Linked DNA regions of Sus scrofa: regions 1 and 2 are each linked to region 3. The links are chromatin contacts, called in public HiChIP or PLAC-seq maps. All regions are on one chromosome and are shown on one strand. Each heading gives the region's core, a stretch centred on a gene start, on an enhancer-like site or on the middle of the called end of the contact. The rest is flanking DNA. Distances are from core to core; before and after follow the strand shown.

What was found. HiChIP or PLAC-seq counts read pairs in DNA pulled down with a chosen protein or histone mark.
Region 1: an H3K27ac HiChIP or PLAC-seq map of alveolar macrophages shows a contact between it and region 3. The contact joins two enhancer-like sites. A contact is called at or near these places in 1 of 47 Hi-C or Micro-C datasets (embryonic fibroblasts) and 1 of 2 datasets of contacts at active chromatin or transcription factors (alveolar macrophages).
Region 2: an H3K27ac HiChIP or PLAC-seq map of alveolar macrophages shows a contact between it and region 3. The contact joins two enhancer-like sites. A contact is called at or near these places in 1 of 47 Hi-C or Micro-C datasets (embryonic fibroblasts) and 2 of 2 datasets of contacts at active chromatin or transcription factors (alveolar macrophages and skeletal muscle).

What each region holds. Positions count from the first base shown.
Region 1 is chr1:248,840,134-248,842,833 of Sscrofa11.1, reverse strand. No RefSeq gene overlaps it. Among named protein-coding and RNA genes, the nearest start is that of KLF4, 230 kb to the right of the region's middle. Within about 2 kb of position 1,418, at least 15 of the 83 cell types and tissues checked have an H3K27ac peak or open chromatin away from gene starts, as enhancers often do. A contact at or near this core is called in alveolar macrophages, where this site is marked.
Region 2 is chr1:249,089,062-249,091,761 of Sscrofa11.1, reverse strand. No RefSeq gene overlaps it. Among named protein-coding and RNA genes, the nearest start is that of TRNAE-UUC, 450 kb to the left of the region's middle. Within about 2 kb of position 1,406, at least 8 of the 83 cell types and tissues checked have an H3K27ac peak or open chromatin away from gene starts, as enhancers often do. A contact at or near this core is called in alveolar macrophages and embryonic fibroblasts, where this site is marked.
Region 3 is chr1:249,605,506-249,608,205 of Sscrofa11.1, reverse strand. No RefSeq gene overlaps it. Among named protein-coding and RNA genes, the nearest start is that of TRNAE-UUC, 70 kb to the right of the region's middle. Within about 2 kb of position 1,280, at least 7 of the 83 cell types and tissues checked have an H3K27ac peak or open chromatin away from gene starts, as enhancers often do. A contact at or near this core is called in alveolar macrophages and embryonic fibroblasts, where this site is marked.

The sequences.
Region 1 (2,700 bases), core at 169-2,668, 770 kb after region 3:
CTCTTTCATGGCTGACACGCAAGGGAGGGCTATTAGGGGCTGGGGTGCATGGTGTCTTCAACTCTAGAATCCTTACCATGACCTACACTTTCCTAGAAGCAGATTCCCAAGCTGCTTACTTGTTAGAGGACCCTGTGTTATTTATTGCTCTGTAACAAACCAACACAAAACCAGCAGCTTAAAACAAACACATGCATTTATTTCTATGACAGTTTGCTTGGGTCCCAGCATGACTCAGCTCTGCTTAGCATCTTCCAAGGCTTCACTCAAAGTGCTGACTGGGTTATGTTCTCATCTGGAGGTTCGACTAGAGAAGGTTTTGCTTCCAAGCCCATTCAGATGGTTGACAGAATTCATTTCCTTGGCAGTGTGTGACTGAGGACCCTAGCCTTTGTTGGCTGGAGGCCAACACAGATCCCAGAATCTGCCCCCAGATCCCTGGCACGTGGCCCTCTCCACAGGCAGTTCACAATATGGTAGTTTGTTTCCTCGGGGCTAGCAGAAGAATCTCTGCCTCTAGTTCACTAAGACGGATGTTTATATATACCACCTAATCATGGGAGTGACATCCCATCACCACTGACATATGATGAAGAGACTTGCTATTTGTATTTCCGTCACCATCATCATTTGTAATTAATGTTATTATTTATCATACCTATCATAAATTTAGTATTCTGAAATATAGTACTAAGATCCCATCTAACATTTGCATAAAAACCATCCACTATTATGGCGTAAAATTCAAGTTCCCAAGCCTGCTGTCCGTGCCCCTGTATCTTCCTGGCTTCACCTTTGTCCACTCCTGACTCTTCCCCCGTTGTGCCCAACTCTTCATCTCCTCCCAGCACATGCAGCCCTTCTGCCTCACCCGCCCTTTGCTTTCCTCTTGGTCAAGTTCACGTGCACGCTTTGCAAACCCATTGGAAAGATGATCTTGGCTCTTTCAGGGCCCTCAGTCTCTCTCCTCTCCGGGCTCCAGAGCTCTGTGTATGTGCCTCTTTATGCTGCTGGTCACACGATACCATATAATGACATCAGGCAGTGAGTTCCAGTTCATCCTTGAATTCGAGAACGGGGCACACATCAGTTCTCAATAAATCATGCCGAGTGAACACATCTTCAGTATGATTAACATGAACTTTTCCTTTCATGGCCCCTTAAGATGTGCAAAATATAGTGAGCGGAGACAGACAAGTCTGGATTGAAGATATTGGGCAAAAGACTGAGAGAACCAGCTGGGTGACCCTTGCCACCTTGCAGGCCGGCCCCGGGGGGGGGCAGTTCGGAACTGAGTGTCCTCTTTGTAGAGACTAACAGGCTCCAGAACGAAGCCACAGCTCCTCCAAAGAGCCCTGGGCTCAGCACTTCCCGTATTCACGGCTGCTATTCTCAGTGCTCCTCTTCCCCAGAGCCTGCTTCCATATTTTCAGGTCTTTGAATGTTGCAGCCAAACCACTGCTGTGCTTCTGAAAGCAGAACCAAAACACCCCATCGGCCACTGCTCCTCGCTGACTTCCTGCTCCCGGGGCTCCATCCCAGCCTCCGCCTCCTCATCTGCTCCTGCGCCCTTGCCCTGGGAGCATATCCACTCTCGGCACCCACCCCACCTCTGCCCTGCTCCTCCAGCCTCCTGCTGCCTTCAGCCTGGCTCCCCAGGACCTCTGCCCCTGCCCAGAAGCCCTGCTCCCCCCGCACTCCCCTCCCCTCCTTGTGGAACCACTTCCCCATTCGAATACTTTACGTCCTTCCTCCCTTTCTTCTGGGGAAGCCTCGTCCAAAAGCCAGTTGTGACTTCTGTGGGTTAAAGGCCAGGATGAAAAAAAAACAGAAGGAGCTACCTACCATTTCTGTCACCAGAGCTCCTTAGCCAGGAAGGGGCCACAGAGGTAACATGACTTGACCAAGCAAAGAGGCCACAAGAGATGGTTGTGCCAGCCAGGTCCCTGGGCGGGGGGGTGACTAGGAAAAACCAAAGGCCCACCCATGGGCTCAAGGGTGGGTTTCAGTTTCTCCTAAAACTTAAGGAATATGAGACGTGCCCATATGAGCAATGAAGCCTCTCAATTTTGAATCTAATTGAAATCTAAAAGCCAGACTGAGGAAGGAACATTGGCCAGGCTTGTGACCCAGGACGAGCCAGGTGGAACCTTACAAGGCCAAGTTTCTTCTACAAGCCAGACGGACAAGGCCCTCCACTTGAGCTGACTGCGGGACTCAAATGCGATAATATTTAAAGTGACGAGCACAGCCTATTATGCGAAGTCTCGCCAAACAAAGCCAATTACCTTCTCCTTTAAAATCGCTGTCCCTCCCTGGTGCGGAGGCCCTGGGGGGGTTGTCGGCACCAGAGAGCAGCCAGGGCTGGAATGTGGTTAGTACCTTCAGGGCACTGCCGTCAGAGGCCGCAGCAGGCCTGCTGCCATCCAGCTGGGGTGGTGGTAAGTGGCCCTGAGCCAGCGTCCTCAGCCACTTCAGGAGTTGCCAAGAAGGGGTGACTTTGATGTGAAGCCAAAGGAGAATGTGTGGCAATTATCTAAATTATTCAAGGCCCCCAAACAACTCAAAGAGCTACAGGTCACTTGTAGATTTAAAACTCCCTGCCTGTTGCTCCACACCACGCCAGCTAGAGTTTTGATTCCCGGTCACGTCCTGCCGTCTCACACCTCAGTGCCTTTGCACGTCATGTCCTGCCGTCTC
Region 2 (2,700 bases), core at 157-2,656, 520 kb after region 3:
ATTTTATGGGAATACAGCCAGGCTCATTTGTGTATATATCATATATTGCTGTTTTCTTGCTACAATGGCAGAGTCGAGTGATTGCAACAGAGAGCATACAACTCTCAAAACCTAAGCTATTCACTATCTGGCTCTTTACAGAAAAAGTTAACCAACCCCTAGACTGTGGCACCCAGCCAGTTTGAGTCAACCAAACCGTTACCACAAGAATGTTAACTAGAACTGGGGAGGCCGGAGATCCTGAAATGAGAGAGTTCATTCCATCTTCTCTCACAAAGACCTTATCTTTTGCTTCAAAAACCTGGAACCCATATCACCTTTTCTTTTTCCACATTTGGTTTTTGTCCTCATTTTTCACCCCTCCAGGGTATTTCTTTGATATGTTTTTCTTTCATTCCAGTAATGGAATATGATTTATCCACTAAATATTATTTTTGAAGTGTGTTTTATATCGTAGTAAATAATACTAATACCACCAAGTGCAAAAGCAAAATATATACATTTACGTACAGCCTAATTTTGCCTAATATTTTCAAAAAGCGAAGTTTGAGGACAAAAAAGGAAAAACTGTACTACAATATCAGGAGTGATTGCTTCTAGATAGCTGAGCTTGGGTGATTTTCACTCTTTTCTTTATACTTGGATATATTTACAATAGTAAAAAAAAAAAAAAAATTCCTTCACATCTGCCAACTGTTCTCTGATTTAAGCAGTTCTGATTTCAGTGCCTCTGTTATGACATAGACACTATCTCTAATAGGCCCTCCCACATTGCTACATATTAGACTCACTCGTAAATCCTACCTATGATTCATCTGCATCGTACTTGTGAAACTGCATTAGATGAAAGTGACTGTGTATGTGGAGAATATCGTTAGCTCTATTTTTTATAATTTGTAAGAAAAAATCAGGTCATCCCCAACATCTAATTTGTGATGTTAATTCTACTCCTCAAGTCTATTTTTTTTTCAATTGCTTTCTTTAATTAGATTTTTTCTTATCCAGACTTCCAGCTTCTGCCAGAGGCTAAAAGGGAAAGTGGCATATACAGTGTAGGTAAAGTGGGAAGACAGTGAGGCATGGTGCCTTCAGAGGTGGGTTCCGACTCACCTTTGCTGCCTCCAACATATGATCTTGGGAGAGACACTCCAGCTCCCAGAGCCTTAGTTTTCTCATCTGCAAAATGGTAGTACTAACAACTCACTGGGTTACTGAGAGAATTAAAGAGAGCAGTTTTCATGAAAGCTCTTATGTCAGTCTAGTACCCAATAGGTGCTTGATAAATTGTGTTTTATGAAAAAAAAGAAATGCTTTTAAAAGCAGGGCAAGTACTTGGTGTGGAAGGAAATGCAAGGTGCTACCAGTGAAAGAGCCCCAGGAGGAAATAATACTTCCTGTCTCTCTGACTCAGCCAGAGCAGGAAGAACCTTCACTCACATGATCTATCAGTCACATTGTGTAGTCTATTTGAAAGAGACCTGAAAGATGAGTCAGGGGATCCGAGCCCAGATTCGCCTCTACTTTGCCATGCAGTTGTAAATGGGTCCTTTTTTGATCAATTGTAACATGAAGGCTTTAGCAAGAAGTTCTGTGAGATTTTAAGTTTCTCATACAAAGAGGCTGTGGACTCAAAAAGATTGCAAAAACTTGTCATGTTGATCAAATGAGCCAATCAAGTTTTGGTTTTTTTTAAATGTCCCCTCTAGAATGGAGACATGCAACATGGGTACAGCACTTTACAGTTTACCGCATGCTTTCATAGCCATGCTCCTCAGAAGAGAGCTGGGAGGTGATAGGAAAGGCAAATATTATGATCTCATGTAACAGAGAAGCAAAACAGGCCCATGGTCACATAGCTAACAAATGATTGAACCTGGATATGAACCCAGGTCTGCCTAATACCAACTTTTGCAAACTTTCTGCTCGACTAAGAATACACTTCAATGTTCTGGTTTACTGACCTGGAAGACCTTAAATTTCCAGTGAATCCTTTATTAGATTACTCACATATTTTTTTGTTTGATTTTAGATCTTCCTTGTTCTGCTCTAGGATTTACCAGCATGGGAAATTCATTTGCACAGGGTCATCTGTACAATGTCCACAGTCTAGATTTTATTGAAGGGGGCGTATCTATTGAGAGATGCTCCCACTGCGTGCAGCTAGTAATGTCAGAAGCAGGGAGGGTAGGCTCAGCAACAGCTCTTTATTCCCTGGCCTAGAAGGGAAGAGTCACTTCAAACAGAACTCCCACTGCGTCTGCATGTGGGCGAGGTGACTGCTCTGAAGTAGGAAGTAGCCTGGACTAGAGGCTGAGTGCTGGGTGATTGGAGCAAGCCACCTACCTCCTAGGAGCCCCAGTGTCCTCAAGCACATCTGTAATGTAAAATGTACATCGATCTTATCCTTGTCTTGAACCCATTGGCTCGGGTAGGATGCTTTTCCTCTAAGGAGTCTTCTGTGATTCCTCCAAATAGGCTCATAGATTTTCCTTTCCCCCCTGACATCACAGTCTTTGTCTACTGCATTATCTACTTATTACGTGTATTATTCTTATATGTACACTTACGTACTTTTCCCACCACACAGTGAGCTTCTTGAAGGCAGGGACTGTGATTTTGTTATTTCTCCCTATTTTTTCCCTATCTGAGCTATGCAAGTTCCCTAGGCATTCAGACTTCGTAGTATTGTATCCTGACAGC
Region 3 (2,700 bases), core at 31-2,530:
CTATCTACATTTGTGCTCTTATTTGTCCCTCACCTGGGCCACTTTCATTTTCTGAACAGAGTGGCACATACCGTTTTCCAATATTAAGAGCCTTAAGATTTTAAAGGTCTCAGGTGGTGCTATTGTGGGGCTGAAAGAAGGCCATGTAAGCATGATTTCTGGTCCTGGACTCCTGCTTCTACGAAAACAGCTCTGCTTTTATTTGTTTCATTTCTTTAAGATCCCACTTAAGGTTTGACTTGAAAGAAGGTTTCTGCTATATAATAAAATAAGCAGTAAAAGCATTCTTTTGTGGGCTTTCCAGCTTCTAGGCTTTTCTCCTCTATGCCATGCTCAAAATATACAAAAGAGATTTTTCTAAAGTGAAAATATAATCATGCCATATCCAAGTTTAAAATGTTTTCTTAAATCCCCACTGCTTACAGAGTAGATGTCAGCTCCTGTACTTAGGCTTTTATGATGATCCTTGCCTGTCCCTTCACCTTTCTCTAATACTCTCCCCTTCCCTCCCCCGGTCAGATAATTTCAATTCCCCCAAAACACTAAAGCATTTGCTCTCACAATTTCCTCTCTTGGGAATTCTTCCCAGCTGCCATCTGCCTAGCGAATGCCAGCTTCTCTTTTAAGGCTTGGTTCAAGAATCACCTCCCCTTTGCAGCTTTCCTGATTGCTTAAGTAGAAATGACTATTTCTATCTTTTGTTCTCATTTTCCATAGCTTTTATACAAGTTACTGTAACATGCAGTGTGCTGAATAACCATAACTTGTCTCTCGCCACAATTCTACCATGAGCAAGAAACATAACTATCTTGGTTATGTCTGTATGTCTATTGACCAACAAAGGGTTTGGCCTGCAGGAGTTGCGCAGTAACTGTTGACTGAAAGATGGCTTAGTTAGGTCACAAGGAGTGATGCTGAATCCCTCATGGGAGGCCAGAGTGACAATTTTCTGTATTTTTTCCGTGTTGGAAGTAGAATATGTAATAAGCAGCAGATAGTCTGATGGCTTCATATTAGTTTATAAATGCATTTATTTCTATGGACCTAATGCAATCTAATCAGCCTTTGTTTAGTCTTTCTGGATTTGATTTTTTGGATAACATCTATTAGTACCAAAAATTGGTGATAAAATATTATTTGTACTGAACTTTTAGCTACAAACTGTTTTACTTTCATTGTCTTGTTTGATACTTACAATAATCCCATGGATTAGGTAGGGCAATTATTAATCTCATTTACAGATGTGTGAAACTAGATGCTTAGATATCTCCTGACTTGCCCATGTGACTGGCTGTTACAGTCACACAGCTATTAGTTAATAGAGCCAGATATTTAAGTCTTCATTTCCAGGCCAGTTGATTATTCATATCTATTTGAGGGTCCCACTGCCACTAAAGGAACACTCTCTTATTTTCTTGAACATGATAAAACTAGGTCATTAGGGCCAGATAAAAATTCTTGTTGACATACCTATCTGATTGCCAGTCATCTGGAAAATGGGATTTTTCCATCATCTTATTTACTTGCCTCCCCATTTCTTCCTCCAAAGCCTCTCCAGTTCAAGGTGCCAAGGACTGCAATGGTTACTGCAATTTGTTGACAAATAACAAAGATGCTCCTTGTCTCGCTGTCAGTTTTACATCCTCTGGGTTTGCCAAATGGGCCCAACATGCCAGGCAGGGCTTCTTTGTGGTCTGTGACTCACTGTGCTCTCTCCTCTGCCGCTCCCTGAGTGCAGGCGATTACAGTGTGCCCATTGCACAACTTCAGAATATCTCTGAGTGAATCAGCAGATGATGAAAAAAAAAAATCCCATAGACTGAAGATTCATCCACTGCTACGTGAATCAAAAGGCATACCACCAAAGGAGAGTTACTTTAATCTGCAAATTGCTTCTGTCATTATCCAGAGATTTAATGGAGGAGTTCACTACTGGAGGGAAATGTCTTCTCTTAGGTAGTTCTATCGACAAAGTCTTGGAATGTCCTTTGGAAGAAGAGATGTGAGTAGGAGAAAAGGTCCTTCTCACTTGTTCAGAAGTAGCTCAGTTCATGTCCTGTGAATGAGAGGTGTTGTTTTCTTGGTTAGCTCAACGCTTACCCTATATGCTCACAGTTTAGGTCCTCCCTCCTCAGTAGGGCTTCGGAGTGTCACTTTTTTTGGAGAGGGAGATCACTTGATGAGAATAGCAAAAGGATTATTTGAGAACTGAAATTCTAGTATGGAATGAAGCAATTCAGCTTCTAGATGAGTAATGTATTTGTAATAAATCAAAAATTATACATGGGTAGGACTAAAGTTTATTTCAGTTGCCAATGTAATTGCTATTTTGTCTTCAAAAGTTCTCTGGTAAAACTCTTAGGCTGTAGAGGTAAAGGGAGTTAATATTTGGATCTGGTGAATATCCTCTCCATCATCATCCATTTCATGAATTCACTCATTGGCCATTGGATATGGTCCTGCCCCATGCCATGTTCTGTGCTATATTCCTGGGGGCCCATGGTGATGATAAGGTACAGTCCATGTTCTCAAGAAGCTCTAGTGTAGTGAAAAGACAGATCTAGGTATAGATAATTGCAATACACTGGCGAGGTACAGAATTTGATATCCACAAGGTGCTTTGAGAGTAGAGAGGGACAGCTCCTGGCTTGGGGAACCCAGGAAAGCTTTTCAGAGGAGGTATGATGCTTGAAATGAGTC